2 separate regions of the Rattus norvegicus genome follow, and region 2 is linked to region 1. A link is a contact called in public Hi-C data. All regions are on one chromosome and are shown on one strand. The core of a region is the stretch at or near the end of the contact, and the rest is flanking DNA. Distances in the headings are between cores, read along the strand shown.

Evidence for each region. Hi-C and Micro-C count contacts between places; a contact is called where the count stands out from the background.
Region 2: a Hi-C map of liver shows a contact between it and region 1, with 6 times the contacts expected there. The contact joins two enhancer-like sites. A contact is called at or near these places in 2 of 12 Hi-C or Micro-C datasets (hepatocytes and liver).

The regions. Positions count from the first base shown.
Region 1 is chr13:104,281,471-104,287,027 of GRCr8, forward strand. It overlaps LOC120096346 (a long non-coding RNA gene), which reads left to right. Exons shown (of 2, transcript XR_005492742.2): 2 at 1-2,090. Among named protein-coding and RNA genes, the nearest start is that of Prox1, 33 kb to the left of the region's middle. Within about 2 kb of position 3,206, at least 1 of the 93 cell types and tissues checked has an H3K27ac peak or open chromatin away from gene starts, as enhancers often do. A contact at or near this core is called in liver, where this site is marked.
Region 2 is chr13:104,781,174-104,786,730 of GRCr8, forward strand. No RefSeq gene overlaps it. Among named protein-coding and RNA genes, the nearest start is that of Rps6kc1, 240 kb to the right of the region's middle. Within about 2 kb of position 3,063, at least 2 of the 93 cell types and tissues checked have an H3K27ac peak or open chromatin away from gene starts, as enhancers often do. A contact at or near this core is called in liver, where this site is marked.

The DNA.
Region 1 (5,557 bases), core at 1,956-4,455:
CCACTCAGTTCTGTTCTGACTAACCTTCCCCGAATATTCCCCCAGGGAATGGAAGCCATATGCAGAAATAGAGGATGAACAGAATCACTGGCAAGGTGGGAAGGAGAGGTGCACAGGTGGACAGTGATGATTTCAGTCATCTGCATGGTTGGAGTGGGGGGATTCTGGGAAGTGACATACCACCCACCATCTGTCTCCTGTCTGTGCACACGAATACCTACCCGGGGCCATTGCTTTAGAAAGATGTCTCTTTTCCCCATCTCTTCATCTTCCCATGATTTCCACGACAGATCACTCTAAGAATCTTACTTGGCAAGGGAGTCTGGGAAATGTAGTGTCTAGACTTTCAGGCACATGGGATGGTGGTGGGGTTTATTTAATCTTTAAGGTTTTAATGACAATATTTGAGATTTTATGTATTTTATGTGTAAGGATATATGTCCGTACGGCATGTGCGTGCAGAGCCCCGAGGAGGGGATGGGTGTGGAGTCACCTATGGCTGTGAGCTGCTCTGTGGGTGTGGGAAATGAACACGAGTCCTCTGGAAGGTCAATCGATGCTCTAAACCACTGAGGAATTCCCAAGCCCAGGAAGTTTTTGGAAGTGTGATGAGGGCACTTGTCTCTCTGCAAAAGAAGGTCTAGAGTTGTTGCACTTGGTCCTTCTGGTGAGACAGCCAACTGGTTAACCGCACCACAACCCACATTTTCTTGAAAACTCTTCAAGAACAGATCTTAATGAACTTTGTGTCCACACCCCCCCCAACACGCAATAAATGGCTTTGAATTGATTTCATTAACATAGCAGAGTTGAAAGGAGCCAAGGAAGTGGTCCCTGTGTGTGTAAGTCAGATCTTAGTATCACCACCCACCTCATGGATCCTGGTGGTTCTTCTTAATCTCCCACCCAGCAGAAGGCACTTCCTCCCCACCCTGCTCAGAGTGAGGATGACCCAAATTCTTGGGTTCTGTCTGTGCACACAAAGAAAGGATGGAGGGTCTATGGATGCCCTGCCTTACTGGATCCACAGAAACTGTCAAGTATTTTTTTTTGTTGTTGTTGTTGTTGTTCGTTTTGAACTGTATTATTAAGTCATTTAAAAAGTTGTTCAAAATGTGTCAATACTGGTTCTGAACACAGCCTTGTACTCTGGTAAGAGGTGGAATTCCTCTTTGGGTCTGGGGAGGGTGGGCTGTGGGTCCCAACTGGGACAGAGCGGGAATCATCCATAAGTGAGTGCATCTGAGCGCATGGAAGGCCCGCTCAGTCATTAAAAAATGATATTTAGAAAGAGGCGGGCAGGCCCCAGTTTTGCTTCACCTCGCAAAAGCATGAGGATAATTAAACCCGTCCTGCCATATTTTCTTCAGTACCGCCAAAAGCTGAAACTATTGTTCCTCTGGTAAGAATGATGGTGGAGTGACTCAGACTTATTTACAACCATCAAAGACACGACTGATACGGATCGTGGCATAATTAAGCTTGTCATAATAAAGAGGTGACCGTATCGGGACAATCACGGGGGCTGTTATGATGTCACAGTTGCCTGTGCCCAGCGTTTAGCCTCTAGTTTCCACTCCCGCCCACGCTTATCTCCAGCTATATTTGGTTGTTTTACGGTGCTACCTGGACCACCGTCTGCTTTACAAAATAAATGAGCAGATTGCACTCCACGGAACCCATTTCCCTTGCTTATTGATGCTTTTCCTTGGTTTGATATGTTTTGGCCATTTCGTACCTAGAATCGCAGCTGAAATAGTCACGGGTTTGCTTTGTATGAAGGGGAGCACAGCTCTGAGCAATCAGCTAGTGGATATTGTTGAGCTGGTTGGTGAGTTTGGAAAATTCCACTCTTAAAAAAAAAAAAAGGCTACTTTCTCCATAGCAGATTTCCTCTTGGCTGCAATTATCCACAGATGATTGTCCAGTTTCCCAGTGGTCTTAACGGCTGCTGACATCCCCCAAACAGCGTATTTGATGGATTTTATGAGATATGCCTAGTGATCTTTTTCTAGGTGGCTTATCTTTTTTTTTTAACCAGCTTGTGCAGTTACTTAATAAATAAAGAAAACTGTCTGATCTCCCCAGCATGGCTGTTGATAGAATATTCCAAGTGTAGGGACAGTAAGATTGGGTGTTGAGTTATGGTTCTTGGTTGGACAGTTCAGCTGGGCATCCCTTACTTGGAGTCTCCTGCGGTCACAGATGGTAGCTGAGACCTGAGCAACCGGAGCGTCCCTTCATTTGTATCTTGGCCTTGGGTAATTAATTAGGACTCCTTCTCCATACTTAGGTCTCTTTAGAATTTTGTAGTCTTTTGGTCGTCAGATTTCTTGTGTTGTGACTGGCTTCCCCTAGAGCCACTGTTTGAAGACATCTGGGTGGATGTTGCAAAGAATCTAAAATATCACTTTGGAAGCCATGTAATCATCTCTTCCATTTTCCCCTGTGAAGGATTCCACTGGTGAACCCATACTCCAAGGCTTGGAGGAATAGAATCTATATTAACACAGGGGGATGATTTATTCATGGAAACAGACAAACACTTGATGTCCTCACCTTCATGAGACACTCCCTGTGTGTGGCGGGTGCCAAGCTCATCACAACCTAAGTGCTCACAGAGATGCGACTTAGCTTGAGTTTGACGAGTCAGTCTTTCTAATGGACTGCTGAGCATTAAGTAGCCACCCTACGTGTCTTTGCTTATGAGACACAAAACAACTGTTCTGAGCATCTCTTTCTCAATACACCTGTATGTGTCTGACCAATCACTTGGTGATCCCATTGCAACATTGGTTCATTCCCAGGTCTCTGAAATACAGGCCGGGCCACACCGAAGTATTCATTATGGTTTGATAGAAACTTAGATCCTTGCTGTGCATGGAAGTCCAAGCTAGCTTCTTTGATTCATCAGGGTTTATTGAAGAAGCTGAAAAGTCAGAGTTTGCCTTCACTGAGCTCCAGTTTTCCCGAGCACTTCTCTCCTTATGCAGTTTGGAACAACTTATAACACTCATGGACCTAGTGGTTGAGCTCAGACAGCGGGTGATAATCAAGAGGCGACATCAGCGTCCGTTTTCCACCTGGAAGTCCAGCTTTAGAGAACAGAAGACAGTTTGCCTCGGTGTGCTTCTCCTCTACACTGTTAAAGGAAGGTGATTGAGGTCTTTTATGCCAAAGGAGATTTCAGGTCAGGAGTGTTGACAGAAGGATTGGTGGCACTCAGCAAATCCTGGGTCTTATCATTTTTGGCACCATTTATGTCCATTCAATGGTGGCACTCGGAGGGGCTGGGAGAACAAGCTCCTGATGACATAGAGATACCTTGACATTTCAGGAACAAAGGTCAACAGTGCCTGGAAAGGTGCAGGAGAGGTAGGATCTCTGGGACCCAGGTCAGCCCCATGCCCTCTTACCTGCTGTCTCCTGTAGTAGGAAAGCACATTGTAGGGTGTTTTAAGTGGACAACCAGAACCTTGTCAGGATGTTTCTAGCAAGACTAACTTCTGAGTCAGCACATCGACTGCCCTCTGTGGATCCAATAACTTTAACTTCATGGCTGGTGAGTCAGGACCTGTCTTACTTACACCTGTGAATCCTGCATACCTGCATTTGCTTTGTCAATTCGAAGGCCTTTGCATTTTGAATACAATTTTACTTATCTGAGGAAGCTCTTTTTTGCTGGAAATTTGCAATAATTTGACTTAAGTTATATGTAATGCTTTCCTCCGTTCATGCCCTTCCATTTTCCATTTAGAATATTTAACTTACTCATTTTTATTTTTTAATATGTTTAATGGTATGTGCATGAGTATTGTGTGAACAAGTACGTTCATTTGTATACCACATGGGTACCTAGAACACACAAAGTTCTAGGAGGCGCCTGTTATGCCCAGAGAGGGCATAAGCTCCCTTGGAACTGGAGTAATAGAGGGTTTTGAACCACCATGTGGGTGCTAGAAACCAATGCAGGGTCTCCTAGAAGAACAATACATTCTTTTAGCCAGTGAGCCATCCCTTCAGTTCCCGTTTAGTTTATTTTTAATTATGTATATTTGTGTGTGAGCATGGATATGTGGATGTGAATGGAGGGATGGCCCTGGAGCTAGAGTGACAGGCAGTTCTGAGCCATGACATGAGCACTGGGAACTGCTCTGTCGTAAGAGCAATGCATTCTCTTAACTGCTGAGCCATCTTTCCAGTCCTCGCTATGCACTTTGATGCACTATTCAGTGCCTGCTGGTATATACTTTTACAGTGTTTTAGAGGCACCTGTTTTGCCCAGATGAGTGGCAGTGGTGGGATCATCTCCTCACACACATATACATGTAAGTGAACACATGTGAGTGATATGTAGATACTTCTGAAGAAGCTTCTCTCTCGATACCTGACCCACCTCTCCACTTTCCTTTGTTTTGTGGGTCAAAGTTGAGTAGTTTTGAAAAGATTTGATGAATCTGATTTATACATAAACCTAAAGAATAGTATAGTTATAATATTGTATTTCCAAGGATGAAAATCAGATAATTGCTCATCTTATGCTCTGGGACAGTTCTTTGCACACATTCATGACAGGTATAAGTCTTTGAGTATGCAAGCACTTATTGAGCCGCAAATTATCTTCTTCTGCTGCTGCTCCTGCTCCTTCTCCTTCTCCTTCTCCTCCTTCTTCTCCTTCTCCTCCTCCTCCTCCTCCTTCTTCTCCTTCTCCTCCTCTTCCTCCTCCTCCTCTTCCTCCTCTTCCTCCTCCTCCTCCTCCTCTTCTTCTTCTTCTCCTTCTCCTCCTCCCTCTCCCTCTCCTCTTCCTCCCTCTCCCTCTCCCTCTCCCTCTCCCTCTCCTCCTCCTCCTCCTCCTCCTCCTCCTCCTCCTCCTCCTTCTTCTTCTTCTTCTTCTTCTTCTTCTTCTTCTTCTTCTTCTTCTTCTTCTTCTTCTTCTCCTTCTTCTTCTTCTTCTTCTCCTTCTCCTCCTCCTTCACCTCCTCCTCCTCCTCCTCCTCCTCCTCCTCCTCCTCCTCCTCCTCCTCCTCCTCCTCCTCCTCCTCCTTCTTCTTCTTCTTCTTCTTCTTCTTCTTCTTCTTCTTCTTCTTCTTCTTCTTCTTCTTCTTCTTCTTCTTCTTCTTCTCCTCCTCCTACAGAGTCCTGGAATTCTGGAATTTCCATGCCAACCTTGGAGGGTTGGTTGTAATGTAAGCCTTCATTGTTGACAGAGTCACAGCGCCCGTCTGACTAGAAGACTTCTGGTTCTTCCTCTGTAGTGGTTGCCAGTGTCTTCCCTCCCTTCCCACTTCTTAAAGCAACATAAATCTTGAGTATAAATCTTATATTGGCCTCAGAGAAACCATTTAGCCAATAAACCACCCTCTGCTTTCTTCTTCTAACCATTGGATGGTTCCTAAGAATATTTCTATTTGTAGAATGTGCAGGTCTGAGACCAGGACCAACAGGCAATCCTTTCTTGTTCAAATACCCTGAATTATTTCAGCACTTCTGATTATTAAAGTAAAATAAAACTTTCTTCTCATAATTGTACTCAAAATGTGAATACAGCGATCGATCC
Region 2 (5,557 bases), core at 1,813-4,312, 500 kb after region 1:
TTGAGGTGATACTGGTTCATGTGGCAGTGAAGGCATGGCATTGGGAGGCTCCAGGCTGGTGCAAGCATACAATGGAGACTCATCTCCCCACATGCTGGCAGACCAGGAAGTGGGACCAGCTACAAGCAAAGATATGTCCCTAGTGACCTGATCCTCCAATGAGGCTCCCTCTGAGAACAATGACACCATCTGGGAACCAAACCACGACAGGGCACAGCCCACTCCACTCTGACCACAATGCCTCTGTACAGGGTTAGAGCTCCATCATCCAGTGCAGCTGGATTGTAACAGGCACCACACAGCTACATTTGGTGTCATTTCTAACCCTTCGACAGTGCTGCAAGGGAAGTATGTCATCTACACATTACATACAATGAAAACAAGACCCAGAAAGAACACAGAACTTGCTAAGGCCACCTGTTACAGCCACTCCTTGGTGAGGGTGGTGGGGGCTGGCAGATGCCATATTCCTCCCCAGGACCCTGGATGGGAATGAGTACCTTCCTTGGCCTGGATCGCTGCAGGTGGCATGTGGTATGGAGCCCTGGTGGCCTAGGGGGCGGGGGTGTGGGGTGAAAACAGAGCCCACCTTGCTTGGTAAGAGTCTCTACCTGGCCCAAGCTCTAACAGACAGAACACAATGTGTGTTACTATCGCAGTTGTCTGGTCTCCAGCGTTATCAGTTACTAAATAATGAAACAGCAACCAACGAAGCCTGCTACATATCTGGACTCCATAAATGCCAGCTTTCCCTTCCTGCCTCAAGGCTCTGAAACAGCCCTTCCTACTGCCGCTGTTTACTTTCTGCTCATGGGGACAAGCTCACTGGCTGCTGTCAGTCAGTACAAGCAAAATACCAGTAAGATCCAGCAGGCAGCAGCTAGGTAGCACCCATCACCAAAAGACACCTTTGCTGGTCACCGAGTTTGCACATGCGTGGCACCGTTACCAAGTCATATGACTGAGCCCAGCAAATCTCCCAGCATTCTGAGTACAGGCACCGCCACCCTCCCCACTCTACAGATAAGGCAACTGAGGGGTAAATGTTGGTTACTCTGGAGCTGCGCTCTGGTTTTTCCCTCTGGGGTTTTACCTAATCAAAGGGTGATCTGAGTTAGCCAGTTGTCGGGGGTCATGTTTGTCCCGTAGAAACTTGGGTTTTATCAGCTTGAAACAGCACTCCTGTGTCCACCCAGATGGCAATGACTCCATTCACCAAGGGTGGCCAGAGAGGCCTTCAGAGCTGCCCTGAGAAGAGGCTGTCATCCTTCCAGAGATACAAGGAGCTGAGCAGATAGCTGAGCCAGCAAAGTGTCCTCCAGCCAAGCATAAGGATCTGAGTCCAATCCCCAGCACTCGCTAAAAATCCAATATGGCGGCAGACACTTGTAATCTCCGGGACGAGGGCGGGAATATGCAGAATCCTAGGGCTCCTGGGCCAGCCAGCTTCGTCTCTTCACGAGCTCCAGATGAACCAGAGACTCTGCTTCAAAAAGGTGGATAGAATGATACCTGTGGTTGACCTTTGACCTTCACATGCATATGTACACACACACACACACACACACACACACACACACACACACACACACACACACTGGCAGAGAAACGTAAACCCTGCTCTTACTGTGTTGTTTGCACAGCTCTCTACCTCCCAAATACTTTTTCCCTGGAAAAGCCACAGATCGGTGCCCCAGATACCAAGTTAGAGTACTAAAGTCCAAATAAATGGAGTTTACCGATACTCGAGATCTGCCACATCGACCCCAAGCTTAGAGGAGTGACCTCCCCGTGCAGGCAAGGTCAACATCCAGCTCCGGGCTCTAGCTTCTCCGACTAGGTGAGAATCCTTTACCCTCCTTCCTCTGCTCCCTTTGACAAAGCCAGCTTCTTGCAGCTGCCTTGCCCTGCTAAAAGATTCCAGCAGCTTCCAAAACAAAGTCCGATGCAGCCACAGCTTGAGAAGTGCCCCGGCTCCCAGGCTCCTGGCCTTTGGGGCCACTTTTCACTTAGTACCATTCAAAACAAATAACGGCAAAACATCAGCCGGAGCCAGGCCAGACCAGAAGCAACTGGAACATCTCATAAAAGTGTAGTATTCTAGATAGAAAGTATGGGGAAATGCAGAGAAAAAGATGGTTTAAGACACTGTGACCTCCCCACAAACACAGACCACCCGAAATAATAGCACCGATGAATACCGGTCTCACAGACAGCAAGGGCACCCTCTATGGCAACCTTGGAGAAATAGAGCAAACACCCACCACACATAAAACAAAAACTTCAGCTCATTCCTCTCTCCCACCGGACAGGAGAGAGTCCTGCAGCCATGATCTCCCCAGCAAAGGAGAGGGGGCAGCAAAGGAGAGGAGGCTGGGCTGGAACCTTCATGTTAGACATAATAAAGGCATTGGAAACAGTTCACTACCTGTCCCTCTCATCAAGGACAGCTCTGATGATCCAGAGCTGAGAGCTCCTTCCTCTCTGGTTTACGGTGTGGGGTCCTGTCCTTGCTGTGTGTGTCCCTGTGTCATCCTTGGCCTGCAGACCATGTCTCCTACTGCAGCACTCTGGGGGTCACCAATGATGGCTTATCCCAAGGTCAGCCATTCGCAGAAAAACTGTGGACGGGATGTATTGAAAAATAAACAGACGGAAAATTAAATAGAAAACATAATGTGTAATCAAAATGGATTACTACTCAGTCACTCAAAATACACTGGTCCTTCCAAAAACGAAAGCAAAGAACTCAGGGATGGAACAAGAGCTCATAGTGTTAAATCAAAGAAGCCAAGAACAGAAGGAAAAGGAGAGAGAGAGAGAGAGAGAGAGAGAGAGAGAGAGAGAGAGAGAGAGAGAGAGGAAAAGAGAGTGGAACACTGCTCCCATCTCCACACATGATGTGAACACTACATGATGTGATCACTTTGTGATCTTTGCTTTACTTGCTCCTCAAAACCTCCGCAATCTGGGATTCTTTGGGGCTTGTATTCTCTCTCCAGGAAGCTCTCAAAAACTTTAATTCTCCAGAAGCCCAAGGCCTTTCGCTCAGGAATCAGAACTGTCACACCCCCTAGTGGTGACCTGAAGAATCCCCTCAGTTACACTACTCACCCCACCCACAGGGACTAGTTCTCCAAGTGTGCCACACACACAATCCTGGTGCTTCTGGAAAAACAGCCCAGGAGAAAGGGACTTTACCCTTCAGGCAAGCCTGAAGACAATGCGTGGATCGGCTTTTTCTGGGGGAGTCTGGTAAGTGTCAGCCTGCTCGGCACTGTGATTCTGTGGCTTCCGTTCTGTATTCCTCTGATAGAACTTCGGGGAATTAACCAGATAACTGCCCCTTGGTGGATATAAAACATCACAGTACTTCCAAAAGTGTGTGTGCGTGCGTGTGTGCATGCGCGAGTGTGTGCGTGTATGTGTGCCTATGTGTACATGTGTACAGGTGCCCACAGAGGCCTGAATTGAGGATCTAACCTTCTGGAGCAGGAGTAACATACAGTTATGAGTCATGTGAAACGAGTGCTGTGAACCGTGACCTCTGGTAGGGCAGTGTGACTGCTTTGAACCAGAATGATATCCCCCACAGGCTCAAATATGTGAATGTGTGGGTCCCGCCTCGCCCCCACATTGGAGGAACTGTTTGGGAAGGATTAGGAGGTGTGGCCTTGTAGGAGATGTGTCACTGGGGGTGAGCTCTGAGGTTTCAAAAACTCCTACCATTCCCAGTTCGCTCTGTGCCTCCTGGTTTGAGATGTAAGCTCTTGGCTACTGCTCTTCCCTCATAACAGCCTGCCTGCTGCCATGTTGGTCACAGGTTCACCCTCTAAAACTGTAAGCCCCAAATAGGCTTTCTTCTGTAAGTAGCTATGGTCACGTTTCTAAGGCAGGCAGCAGGCACTCTTAACCGCTGAGCCATGTCTCCATCTCCCAGTATTTCCATTTTCAGACAGAGAGATTGATGTTCAGAGTGCTCAATAATATCCCATCATCAGATGAGACAGGGTGATTTCCATGAGTCCCAGGACACACTCTCCCAGTCGCCTCTTCTAAAGTTAAATTAAATTAAAACGTCAAATAACTTGCTTAGATGACCCAGAAGTCTGAGATATTAATAATGACAAAATCAAATTCTCCCAATTCTTCTTGATCCCTGTGTCACTGGCTACAGGAAGCAAAACAGCAGGATGCTTCTGGCTGAGAGAGAATAGGAGTGAGAGCCAGAGCCAGAGTGAAAGAGGGAGAGAGGGAGGGGAGGGGCAGGGGAGAGGAAGGGAAGTGGGAGGGGAAACGGAGGGGGAGGGAAGGGGAGAGAGAGGGGGAGAGAGAGAGAGAGAGAGAGAGAGAGAGAGAGAGAGAGAGAGAGAGAGTCCCAAAGCACAGCACCTTCTCTCAGCTCTCAACAGAGGGAATGGGCCACCACGTTGGGAACCCAGTGGCACACTCCTGGTGGCATTGCAGATGCTGCCTGGTTTTCTGAGCCAGCCATGGTTTTCCTGTGTTTCCTGTGCCTGTTGGCCTGCTTTTCAGCAATAGCACATTCTGTAGGCATGTCATCTGTTGAAAATGGAGATGACAAATCACATTTTAAAATATTTTCTCCTTTCATTCATTAGGTAGGGGAGGTTCACTCAAGCCTTGGCACGCATGTAGAGGTGGACTGCTCTCCCACCAAGTGGGACACTGGGGATTGAACTCAGGTCATCAGGGTTGACAACAAGCCTTTACCACTGTGTCATCTCACCAGTCCAATACCTCACATTTTAAATGCCACATTTAAGTGCATAATATGTTTAAAAGTTTAATTCTGACAGTACAGGTTTTGGGATTTGCAGCACACTGGGATTGTTTGTTTGTTTGTTTGTTTAGTTTGTCGTTATTGTTGCTGCTGCTGCTGTCTGATGCTGCTTCTGACTCCTCCTCTTCTCCCTCCTCCTCCTATCCTTCCTCCTCTTTGATGTTATGAAATAGACTCCAAAGATGACTTTTCCCATATCACTGAAAGTTTGGCCTCAGGCACAGCCGGATCTAGAGGCTAGTCACTGAGCCCCAGTGAATGAAACTGGGAACAGGCTACTAGAAAATGCCTGGGACCCTGTCCTCATTGTCATAGGTATCTTCCAGTAACTGCACAGCACTCAGAGGCTGAGCAAAGCCATTCTTTCCAACACTGGCAGCCTTGCACTAGCCTTGCTGAGAGTCTACACAGGCTGGATTTCCCATCCGTACTGGCTGGTTTTGTGCACATGATATAAGTAGGAGTTATCACAGAGAAAATGCCCTTGAAGAAATGCCTCCATGAGACCCACCTGTAAGGCATTTTCCCAATTAGTGACCATTGTGGGTGGTGCCATCCCTGGGCTGGTGGTCTTGGTTTCTATAAGAGAGCAAGCTGAGCAAGCCAGAGGAAGCAAGCCAGTAAATAACATCTCTCTCTCCATGGCCTCTGCCTCAGCTCCTGCTTCCTGACCTGCTTGAGTTCCAGTCCTGACTTCCTTTGGTGATGAACAGCAATGTGGAAGTGTAAGCTGAATAAACCCTTTCCTCCCCG